2 separate regions of the Mus musculus genome follow, and region 1 is linked to region 2. The links are chromatin contacts, called in public HiChIP or PLAC-seq maps. All regions are on one chromosome and are shown on one strand. The core of a region is the stretch at or near the end of the contact, and the rest is flanking DNA. Distances in the headings are between cores, read along the strand shown. Region 1 overlaps Sh3rf1 (SH3 domain containing ring finger 1). Region 2 overlaps Sh3rf1 (SH3 domain containing ring finger 1).

What was found. HiChIP or PLAC-seq counts read pairs in DNA pulled down with a chosen protein or histone mark.
Region 1: a contact with region 2 is called in an HNF4G HiChIP or PLAC-seq map of pancreatic cancer cells. The contact joins two enhancer-like sites. A contact is called at or near these places in 6 of 484 Hi-C or Micro-C datasets (B cells, the G1E-ER4 cell line, Th1 cells and 2 more), 2 of 115 datasets of contacts at active chromatin or transcription factors (embryonic stem cells and pancreatic cancer cells) and 1 of 9 other capture datasets (adipose tissue).

The regions. Positions count from the first base shown.
Region 1 is chr8:61,340,268-61,346,003 of GRCm38.p6, reverse strand. All of the region lies in intron 4 of Sh3rf1 (SH3 domain containing ring finger 1), which reads right to left. Among named protein-coding and RNA genes, the nearest start is that of Gm40499, 42 kb to the right of the region's middle. Within about 2 kb of position 3,168, at least 63 of the 459 cell types and tissues checked have an H3K27ac peak or open chromatin away from gene starts, as enhancers often do. A contact at or near this core is called in pancreatic cancer cells, where this site is marked.
Region 2 is chr8:61,261,481-61,267,219 of GRCm38.p6, reverse strand. All of the region lies in intron 2 of Sh3rf1 (SH3 domain containing ring finger 1), which reads right to left. Among named protein-coding and RNA genes, the nearest start is that of 1700001D01Rik, 25 kb to the left of the region's middle. Within about 2 kb of position 1,624, at least 58 of the 459 cell types and tissues checked have an H3K27ac peak or open chromatin away from gene starts, as enhancers often do. A contact at or near this core is called in pancreatic cancer cells, where this site is marked.

The DNA.
Region 1 (5,736 bases), core at 1,919-4,418, 77 kb before region 2:
GCTCTCCTTCTCTCAATTCTTACTTTATTACTCGTCCTCTAAACAGCCTAGTGTATTTACCCTGCATTTTATTTTGATACGTGACAGTAATGTTTGCTAGCAAGATGTTGTCATCCTTTAAAATTACTTTAAATTTTTTTTCCAGAACAGCAGAGGTTGGTATTAATAGTATCTTCCCACTCCCTTTCCCCCCTAAATTCTGGAGAAAATCATAAAGTGGAGAGTGGAACACGTAAACCTGGCAGAAACCTGCTGTGAGTATTCCTCAACCTTTGTAACTACAGGGAGCCAAGGATTTGACAGCTCTTAATGGAATTTTGATAAAATTTAAGAATGCCTGCTTGAGCTCAGTGGGCAGGGGGCTTCCTCTGACATTTACCAGGGGGCTTCCTCTGACATTTACCTCGACGTGACCTTTAAAGTTAAAAGTGCACTCATGACCTGCAAAACAACCCCAAGCCCTACAAGACCTTCCATCCAGCCTGTGATAAGGACCTCACATAAGGCTTAAGTTGCACACACAGTACAACTCAAGCGTTCTAGGGCTAAGCGGAAGGAGGCAAAGAGATTTCCTGATCTTAAACTTCTCATGAGCTTTTACATTTTTTTCTTATTATTTTACTAATTTATTAACTTTTGTAGTGGCAGGGATTGAGAGTGCAGGGCCTTATACGTGCCGGGCGAGTTCTTTGCTACTGAGCTGTCTTTCCAGCCTTCTTATTTATGTTTTTGAGGAAGATCCTCAAGTAACTCAGAGAGAAATACTGATAAAAAATAACATTAATTAAGATAAAACACCCACCCTGACCCCCCCAAAAGGGAAATAGTTTTGGTAGTCACTACTTCATAAGAACTTTTATACAAGAGTAAGTCTCTAGCTTTTGGATATTACACAGCGCTGACAGAAGGTATGAGGGAATACTATTTTAATTTATAATCCACTAGAGTAGAGTATTACTGAACATTTTTTTCTTCCCAAAGGCAGTTAAAACTTTTAAAATATATCATAAAAGTAGTTAACCAGCCAGTCCTGGTGGCTGGCATCTGTGATTCTGGCACTGGGGTGAAGGCAGGCACTCTCCGGAAGGAGATATGTCACAAGTTCAAGGCCAGCCCAGTTTACATAGTGATTTCCAAGCTAGCCTGCACTACAGACTGAGAGTTCCATCTCAAAAGAACAAGAAGGTAATTAGTCATCTTTAAGAATGAAGCACATGGCATAGAATATTGTGGGATAAAACATCAAAGATCTATGCCTGTGTCTCTTCCCAACACATTTATGTTTAACAGTTTACAGCTTCACTATTTATAAATTTGAGATAACACTGCCACATATGCATCCTTTTCACTAATCTCAGGACTGCAGATGAGTCCAGGCAAAGCACACTGTTACCTAACAGCCCTGAGCATCTTCCCATGGCCACCGGAAGAAGCATGGCTCTCCACTATAGAGAGGAAATGCTATTATTTTCTATACTGTTGACATGCTTGTAGCAGGATATCTACGGGGCAAATTCCTAAAACTCAAACTGTTATACAAATGTGTACATCTAAAAACTTTTGAAGAAAATAGGTGCATCACACCCCAAAGAAATCTCAATTTCTACCACTTTGTTTCATGAATATTATCCTCACTAGTCACTGTTCAAGTCTCTAGTAGATGAGAGAAGCTATTTCATATTATTTAATTTGCATTTCTTTTAATGAGATTAAACAGATCTTTTCTTTTTACAATGTTTTCTATTTCCATACTTTATCCATAGTTCAACTAGGTTTTTGATATTCTGTTTTTTTACAAATTTGTTTTACAAATGCAAATGATTTTTGCATTATAATACTATTATATTAATAAAGTACTCTTTACTTAATATGTATGAATGAATACATACATTTGTGTGCATGTCTAAATTGAAATATTGGTCCATATTAATATTTTATAAGTAAGGTTTTACTTTATACTCCAAATATACCGATATTTTCTATTATAGAAATTCTACTAAATATCATGTTCTCGAGCTCTCTTGTTATAGTTGGGTGTGGCTATTCAGATTTATAATCCTAGCACGCGGAAGCTGAAGCAGGAGGCACAAAAGTTGAAGGTTAGTTGAAGTTGAGTTAGTTATTCAATGAGTTCCTGGCCAAATACGGCTATTTACTGTACATAATGAGACTGTCTCAAAAAATTATCTCGAAGTTAATTTTTCAGGGAGCTTTACTTTTTCTGAGTATGTTAATCCTACCCCTCCCTTTTTTTCCATCTCTGTCACTGAGCTGTACAACCACCTGGGCTACTGGAAAGAGTGTGGTGGGGACAGGGACAGGTTCATTTCACACAGCTCAGTGGTCATCGCTGCTGAAAGAGCCACCTACCCTTCCCTCTCCACTGTGAAACCCGACCTTCATAAATCCACATTGTCAATGCAGCCTTTCACCATCCCAGCAGCCAAACGTCCACTGTTCCTTCCCCAGACAGAGCCAGCACTCTGGAGAAAGCAAGACAGAAACTCAAGCCCTCTTGCACCTCCTTAGAAGAAATGACAGCATTAGCCTCACACCACTGTCCTCTGGAAACGCTTCTTCAATAATGGCATGACAGGTTTAGATCCCCTATTAGGCTTTTATCTTTTGGATAACAAGTTTTTCAGTTTTGCTTGACCAGACATAAAAATCAAACTCAACCTTCATTTACAATACAAGACTCGCACACGAGAGACTAATTAACTGGGAGTTCTATAAAATTGGTAAGAGAACCTCTGCTAGGCCAAGACACCATTTAAGTCTCTACAAATGATTGTGATGAATAAAAAAAAAAAAAGTCTCTTAGAATTATCAAGGGAAGGGAGGTCTGCCTCTGGGCCAGCACTGGGCAACTTAAATGTAAGATAAATCTTATAATTTAAATTTCCCAAATAGCTACATTTAGAAGAATAAAAAGAAAAAAACTATTATATACAAAATATTATATCACTTCAACATATAACTACTCCAAACCAAGACACACGTGCAAGACCTTGCTTTCAATCCTAAAACACTACCGGGTCTTTGAAACTTAGTACTGGTCAAGTATTCACATGCCATGTCCGTGTGGCCTGGCCACACTTCAGCTTGCTCAGCAGTGATGTGTGTGTGCTGGTAGCTCAGCTCCTGTCCCTTGAAAGCTCTTCAGGAGAAAGAGGCCACACCTTAGGAGCTGTCCCAGAAAGGCTCATGAACTTCCCCTGACCTCCCAGAGCCCCGTGTTCTGAAGTTCCCTGAGCCCTAAGAAATCACAGGGACAAGAAGCACTCACATAAGCATTGGGGCAGCAACAACAGGAGCTACAGACCTTGCCCCACCAGCTAAGGTAAGGGGGTTTGCGAAATCACTCGCATGTCTCAAGGGGGAGGCCTGGAGGTCAGTGAGCAGCTTATCATAGTGACCCTTGCTTTTACTAGGCCCAGCTGTTAGAGCATAAATAAATAAATCAGAACTCTCCTTTTTAGCCTCCTGGTTTTGAAGGGAAGGTATTTTTAAAAAAAGACGCATGTTTAAGAACCTAAAACAAATTTAATTCTAGGAAAGCTACAGGAGGTATTGTCCAAGGAGAACCACAGGAAGAGCCTTGAACTTGAAGTCAAACAGGTTAGCCTAGGGCCAGGTCTCCATGCTCACTGGCTGAGTCATTGCTTATCCTGACCTCGGTCTTCTGAGCTGTATAAAGAAAGGTGGCATCACTCCTGTGTGCCTCGCACAGACATGAGTATGGACCAGCATGCTCTGCAGCCTGTAAGAGCCAGTCCAAATAGGTATTATTGTAATGACTCAGAACCAAAGCTTACCATTGGCTCACTCTGTCGCCTCAGGCAAATCACCTTTTCCCTATGTGCCTCCAATTTCTCTTATGTAATATGAAGTTGGATTTAATGAGCTATAAAGTTTTACTCCTAAGCAAACCTCTCCTCACCCCAAACACAAACATCTCCTCAGAATACTCAACAGGCAGACCTCTCAGTCAGGTCTAGAGGCCATAGGCCATGAGTGACCAGACTCAGAACAAATGGAGACGGAATTCATTCTATGGGTTTGTTCTTATTTTTAAATTCTTTTTCTTTTTGTGACTATTCCAAGCGAGGCACTGCCCTGGATTGGAAAGGGCGGCACACCCCTCTGACTCATGAGAAGAAAGGACTTGGGAAACGGAACAGGTTCCTATCAGTAAGGCTAGGAGATGCACACTGGCAAGTCTGCAGAGCATGGGCAAGTGAGTCAATAAAGACCAGACAGACTGACTCCGGGTGACAGACACATTTGGTGACCCAGGGAAAGCGTTGAAGTCTTTCTAGAGCAACTGCTTAGCATTGTCAGCCCGCTCCATTGTCAGCTCGCTCTCTGTTTGGAGAAAAAACGCTAGCTAGAGAATGAGAATAAGCTTTAAGAAAATCTCCTGATTCTATACCTGACCAAGCAATCATAGCAAAAGCATTTGCAGGTCAAGCGTGGGAGTCATCTCGGGGTTAGACTTGGGTGGTCTCTGAGTCAGGGAGGGGGAGGAGAAAATAGCAGTTATGGGAAGAAAACTACAAAGCATCGCAGGTTAAGGAAAGACCTCGCTGTGTGTTCCCAGCCCACCGTCAACTCAGCAGTCTGGAAATGAAAACGGAAACGGTAACGGAGGAGATTATGAATAGTTATAGATGTGACTCAGGGGACACAAGGAGAACTAAGAAAGGAGAGTTAGTGACAACCAAGATGGTGATTTCAGACCTGGAGGAACCAAGATCAGAGATAAGCAGGCAAAGACATCGAGAGGGGAAAGTGGACCTTTTGAGCATTATGAGATGTGTGTGTGTGTGGGGGGGGGGGGGGGAGATATCATAGCCACAAGCTGAGGTGAATATAATCACGTCATCGATTTTTCAGGAGATCCAAAGGCAGATCACGTTCCCACACTAAGGAAGAACGAACCAAGGGAAAGGAAAGAAGTGGCATGCACGGCAGAAAAGAGAAATGATGCGATCAGATTCCTAGAGGATGAGATGCCTGGGGAAGACAGCGAGTTTACAGCCGGAGAAGCTGCTCACAGCCAAAGCACAGAAGAGCTTACAAGACAGACACAAGCACAGCTAGGACTCAGAGATGCTGGTACCTACTAGTTCTGAAGCAACACACCCACAGCTAATCACAGTGCTGGGAAGAGAGACCAGCGCACAACATCACGGCTGAGATCGGTTCATGTCCGTGTCCTATGGGAACCAGTAATACAGGCCGCCTGCGTGTGTTTCTATTGTACGTAACACACACACATCATAAATCAGAAACACCCATTAACCAGGAGGATACATTCCAACAACACATTTTATTTTCCAGAACCTCATTACCAGACACAGGAACGCAACAGTGGAAATACCTAGATCCCAAGAGGTGCAGAAAGAACATGGAATTGTCATTAAATTCCAAATAGAGTTTAGTCAATGAGAAATGACACGCAGACAGAAATTCCTCAGTGATGTGTACTCGGTTAATAAATCAGCGAGTGAGCATTCCCCATGCCCTAGATCCCTACAGTGTGAGGATGTGGAGATGCGCAGGGGTGGAGGAGGAAGGGTGGGTGCAAAGCAGAGCCCAGGGTAGTGAGCACCCAAACAGCGCCCGTCTACAGCTTCACAGATCATGCATGGCATGTGTGCAGCCTGGGTTGTGCCGTATGGGAGAGTTTCATGTAAAAAGTAACATTATTTTACACCACTCAGGAAAGAC
Region 2 (5,739 bases), core at 375-2,874:
CACTATCCCACACTACACCACACCACAATACCACATCATACCACACCACACCATACCATACCATACAATACAGCCACACATTGACAGAGTTCTTCATGCTCATAGACAAGTTTCTTAGACTTTCCTGTCTAGTTTTCTGATGAAAACTTCCACAGATGTCTTTGGCTCTGTAGTGTTTGTTATTGTTGTTGTTATTGTTTGTTGTTTGGTTGTTTGATTGGTTGGTTTTTATAAAGCATCCTTTAAAAAAATTCTAGAGGTTTCCAAGGGTGCAAAGCAGAAATAACTCAAGTAGGTTCTAAGACCCACAATGGCCCCATCTACAATCAGACTGGAGAAATGTTCAGGCCATAAAGGTTGTGAGGCTCCTGTCCATAGCTGCAACTTATACAGCTATAGACAGGCTGACACATGACTACATTTTTGTTTTTAATCTCAAGATTGAGTTTTTCCAGAATTTCCTTAAGGTCTCCATTTGGCTAAACAAAGATATCTGAATGACATCACTGTTTTCTAATAAAAATAAATTATATTTCAATTCCAACTTCATCTATAGGAAAATAAGCTCATATTTGTAATGTTTCTTCCTTTTCTATTTATAGGAGAGGCATATACAGAATGATTACATTAATTAATAATTAGATTACTAGGAGCTGGAGAGATGGCTCAGCCCTTAGCACCGGTTGCTCTTGCAGAGATCCTGGACTCAGTACCCCATGGAGACTCACAATCATCAGTAAACCCCATTCCAGGCACCTAGTGCCCTCTTCTTATTTCAGGTACAACATAGGAACCAGGAACATATGTGGTACACAAACATACAGACAAAACATATACATAAAGTAAAATAAACACTTTAAAAATAAATTACTGTCAGATACAACCCAATTCTCTAATACTTTTCTGGCCTCTAAATGATCATAGGAACAATTTTCTGAATCTTCAAAACAGTATGTGAAGTTTGCCAAAGAGATGGCACAGCAGAGAAAGGTGTTTGCCGCCAATCCCCATGACCTGAGTTCAATCCCCAGGGACCCATAGAGCTGAAGGAGAGAACCAACTCTACACGTTGTCCTCTGACCTCCGTGGCATGTGCGCACACATACAAAGTGTAAATCGGGCTACTGACTGCTCACTGGGCAAAGGTATGGGTTGCCAAGCCTCACAGCTTAAGTTCAAGCCCCAGTACCCATGTGGGTGAAGAGAGGAACCAACTCCCCAAAGCACACTGTGGCATGCATGTGTGGATGTGGGGGTTAGAAGACAGCTTTAATCATAAATAAATGTAATTTAAAAATTTAAACAGCATTTGAACATAATAATTCTACAATACATGAGTTTTTAGTTTTTAGTTTTTCAAACTGTGCTCTTTAAAACATCTATAAATGTGGATTGATGTACTTCAGTTTAAAAAGCTAGTCTGCAGTCACATACATGATGTGATGTGAGGCCACGGTGCCTCCCTCCCTGTTAGGCCATGATGCGCACTGTCAGAAGTCCCCAAGCAGGGAAGTCACCGAGTTTACTACCATCAGTGTCTCCAGAAAGTTTCCCTAGCCCCCATATGCAAGTGAGAAGAGGGAAATGACCAGCAAGTCCCCACTGAGGATCCCTCACGTAGGAAAGTGCTGAGCTTACTCATCAGAGCTGGGAACACAGCCAAGCGCAGCTTAGCCTCTAAGTGTAGGGGATAAATAAACAGAAAAGCATTTGCAAATACCAAGTGCAGAATCAAAGCCAAACTGCAACTATGATTAAAATTTACTCTAGACAACACAAATATGAAAAAGGTTCTGTTGTCTATTATTTTTTAAAATGTAGTATTCTACAGGGCTTTCATCAGGGCAAGTCTACATAAACGTGACTGTGTTTGTAACTAACACGCATGCATCTTGTCCCTCGGATAAAGCTCTGGAAGGCCCCATTCACCATATCTGAGCAACAGAACTTGTAAAGAATTTTTAATCTATGTGTATGAGGGTCTGCACGCATGCACACCACTGACAGGCCTGGTGTTAACAAGGCCAGAAAGGCGCATCAGCTGCCCTCGAAGTGGAGTTACAGTTAGTTGTGAGCCACCGGGCAGGTACTGCCGGAACGGCAAGTGCTCTTAATCTCTGAACCATCTCTTCAGCCGACAGGCTCTTTAGAAAGGCCCTTCAAACTCTTTTTTCATGTGATAAGCAAGCAATGACACTCAACTAAAAGAAACTAAAGTCACCTTTGAAGGATTAGGAAATCTTTGAGATGACTTTTATTCTGGGGTTTTGGGTTTTTTTTTTTTCTCCTTAAAATTCTACAATATTTCAACCTAAATTTAAATTATTTCTCTTTAACCTAAAGATATAACAAGTACTAACTATTTAAATATTTCCAAATGCCTTCAAGTAATATCTTTGTGCGTGTGCACGTGTGTGTGTGTGTGTGTGTGTGTGTGTGTGTGTGTGTGTGTATGTGTATGTCTATTGAGGTCTCACCTGTTCCAGGCTGGCCTTCAATTATCTATGTAACAGAAATGACTTGAATTTCTATTGCTCCTGCTCCCAACTCACTTTAGAGCAGTGGTTCTCAACCTTCCTAAATGCTGAGACCTCTAACACAGCCCCTCATGCTGTGACAATCCCAGCCCTCATGCTGTGATGATCCCTGACGATCCCAGCCCTCATGTTGTGACAACCCCAACCATAATATCATTTTGTTGCTACTTCATAACTATAATTTTGCTAGTTATGAATTATAATATAAACATCTGATCCGCAGGATATCTGATAAGTGACCCCGAAGCAGTCTCAACCCACAGGCTGTGAGCCACAGTGGGCTGTGAACCCACAGGTTGTGACATCACACCCATTTGTGTGGTGCTAGACTAACACTCTACCTACTGAGGCCCATAACTAGCCCAAGTGATGGCCTTATGGACTTCTAGTCCATAAAGAGAGAAAGAAAGCGGCTGGAGAGACGGTCCAGAGGTTAGGAGACCTGGGGTCTTGCAGAGAACCCTAGTTAGGTGGCTTATAACCACCACTTTCTCCCAGTTACACACATACACACACTCAAATTCAGACATATACATATAAAATTTCAAAGTCTTTACATAAAATATAAAAAAGGAAAACAGAGAAAGATTCAACAGTACTTACAACTCCACAAAAGAGTTATATTTAGGACAAACTGTCACAACTGTGTAAGGCCAGGACACCAGACAGACAGACAGACAGACAGATATAGCAAGTAAGAGAAAAGTGCACACCAAGGCAGGTAGTACAAAGGATCCGGTTCCATCTGGCGCTCTGTGACCTAGATGACCAGGAAGGCACAGGAAGGACTTGGGCAGCCAGAGAGGACACAGCTCAGTGGGTTGCGGTAGAACATGCTACAGAGTATGACCTCTGTTCTGGGTTTGAAGGCTGACTTTAAAGGCGGACAGTCTTTAAAGCAATTTTAGAAGAGTTGAATGTTCAGATCCACACTGGACAAAGACCCTGGGACAATGTGGACAATTAAATGGAGAAAGGAGAAGCTACAAATAGGTAGACCAAGCCAGAAGCGTCATGTCTTCATGGTGTCTTCACAACCTCCGTGTGTGTGTGTGTGTGTGTGTGTGTGTGTGTGTGTGTGTGTGTGTCGATGGGGACTGTGGCTCTAAAGTGACCAATTAAGAAATAGCATCTCAACTAGATTAAAAGACTTCCCCAAGGTCCTATATTAAAGAATAAAAGGCTGAAATTGACTCTAGATCTTTTGTATTTCATTCCGCTGGCTTTGACTTTCCAATCCTTTTGAAGTTAAAATAAAGGTTCTACTTAGGTCATATGATGTCCCCAGACAGCAGTAACTGGGGCAAATAAACTGAAGATGATTAGGTAACTTTCTGATTATAACACACACACACACACACACACACACACACACACACACGCACACACACGCACACACACGCACGCGCACAAACCACCGCATACACTACATACACATACACACAACCACAACATACACACACATACATACACATATACTACAGACACACACACATACATACATACATATATATACACACACATACACACACACACACATGCGCGCGCGCATACAAACCACCGAATACACTACATACATACACATAAAACTACCACATACACTACATACACACACACACAACCACAACACACACACACATACACACATACAAATATATATACACACACATACACACACATATACACAAACACACACACTGCTACTGGAAATTTTCACCGCCCCTTGCCAATCTTGTATCTTGATGTGCCAAATAAGGGTGATACAAATAAGGGTGACGAGCAGTGATACGAAGCACTGGCTGCTCTTCCAGAAAACCCAGGTTGAATTCCCAGCACTCGAATTGTAGTAACAACTGCCTGTAACTTCAGTCTCAGGCAACCTGATTCCTTCTACTAAGCCGCCATGGGCCCCAGGCACATGTGTTATACAAGCATACATGCAGGCAAAATACTCATATACATAAACGCAGATAAAAACAAAAGCCCCAGATAAGGTTCTCATCCAACAAACAAGTAACAGGACTTCAGTTTGGTCCCTAAGCTCTGAATATATAATCTACCAGCAGGCCAATCCATAGTACAAATGGTCTGGGTGTAGATGAACCTTCATAGGCAGCGATTTCCACTAAAACTGTCATGTAGACAAGCACAGTGGAGCCTACCTGTAACATAGACACTAGAGGAGTCCAAGGCACACACACAGAAAAAATGGTGCTCTCAAGGAAAAAGGCAGACCATTCTCTCTCTCTCTCTCTCTCAAATTCTGGCCTTTACTTGAAAGAACTGGCAAGTGGGATGGCCTTGCTAATTTAATATTTATCTGTCAGTTAGTATATAATATATAATAAAATAATTAGTAATTTTCAAAGAATTATAATAGGAGAATTTTAGGCTAAGAGCATACTGAATGTGCTTACTCAGGGTCTTCGCTTTAATACACAGCCATAAGTAATATTTAGTGAAGCCTTACTGCGGCAGGCGCTTCTCTGCTGGTTTTACACCTATTCACGCACCGCATTACAGTTTACTTCATTTAGTTCAGTGATAAACAATGAGTTCTTGTAAGTCATTAAAAACAAATCTATCTAGTTGTTTGAGATCGCCTCGTTGCCGGGCATCTGGAAAATGAAAGTTGTATTCCGCCACAATAATTCATTGACTGATTTTCTCCGCAGCCTGCAGATAATGAGCAACTTAATCAGCAAAGCCCCACCACCACCACCATCATCCCCCAGATCCATTATTCTTCCATATTGTCAGATCTGCCCTTACCAGCTGACATTTCATTAAGAGAAATAATTGAAAATCTCGCTTTCAGGTACATCCGAGGCTCTTCCTTCCGCTACAATTTCTGTTTCTCCCCTAACTCAGAGCAGCTATAAAATACTTTCTGTCGCTGTCAGGTATGTCTGCTTCAATAACCTATTCTAAGATCACCCCCACCCCTCACCCCCACCCCGAAGTGTCCTTTAATGCCCTATGGTTTCCTAAACCAAAAGTTCAAACAGCCCCGCTTACCTGTTACTGTTGCCCTGCCCTCCCACACCCTATTAATTCACATCCTCTCTATTTGGTCACACAGCCACCTGGGGTAAGCAGCCTTCTGAATGACATCTGAGTGACATCCTGCCCACTCTCCCTCCTGAGAACATCCGCCCAGAGTAAATCTTGTTTGCCCCAACTATGACTTTTATTCAAGAGG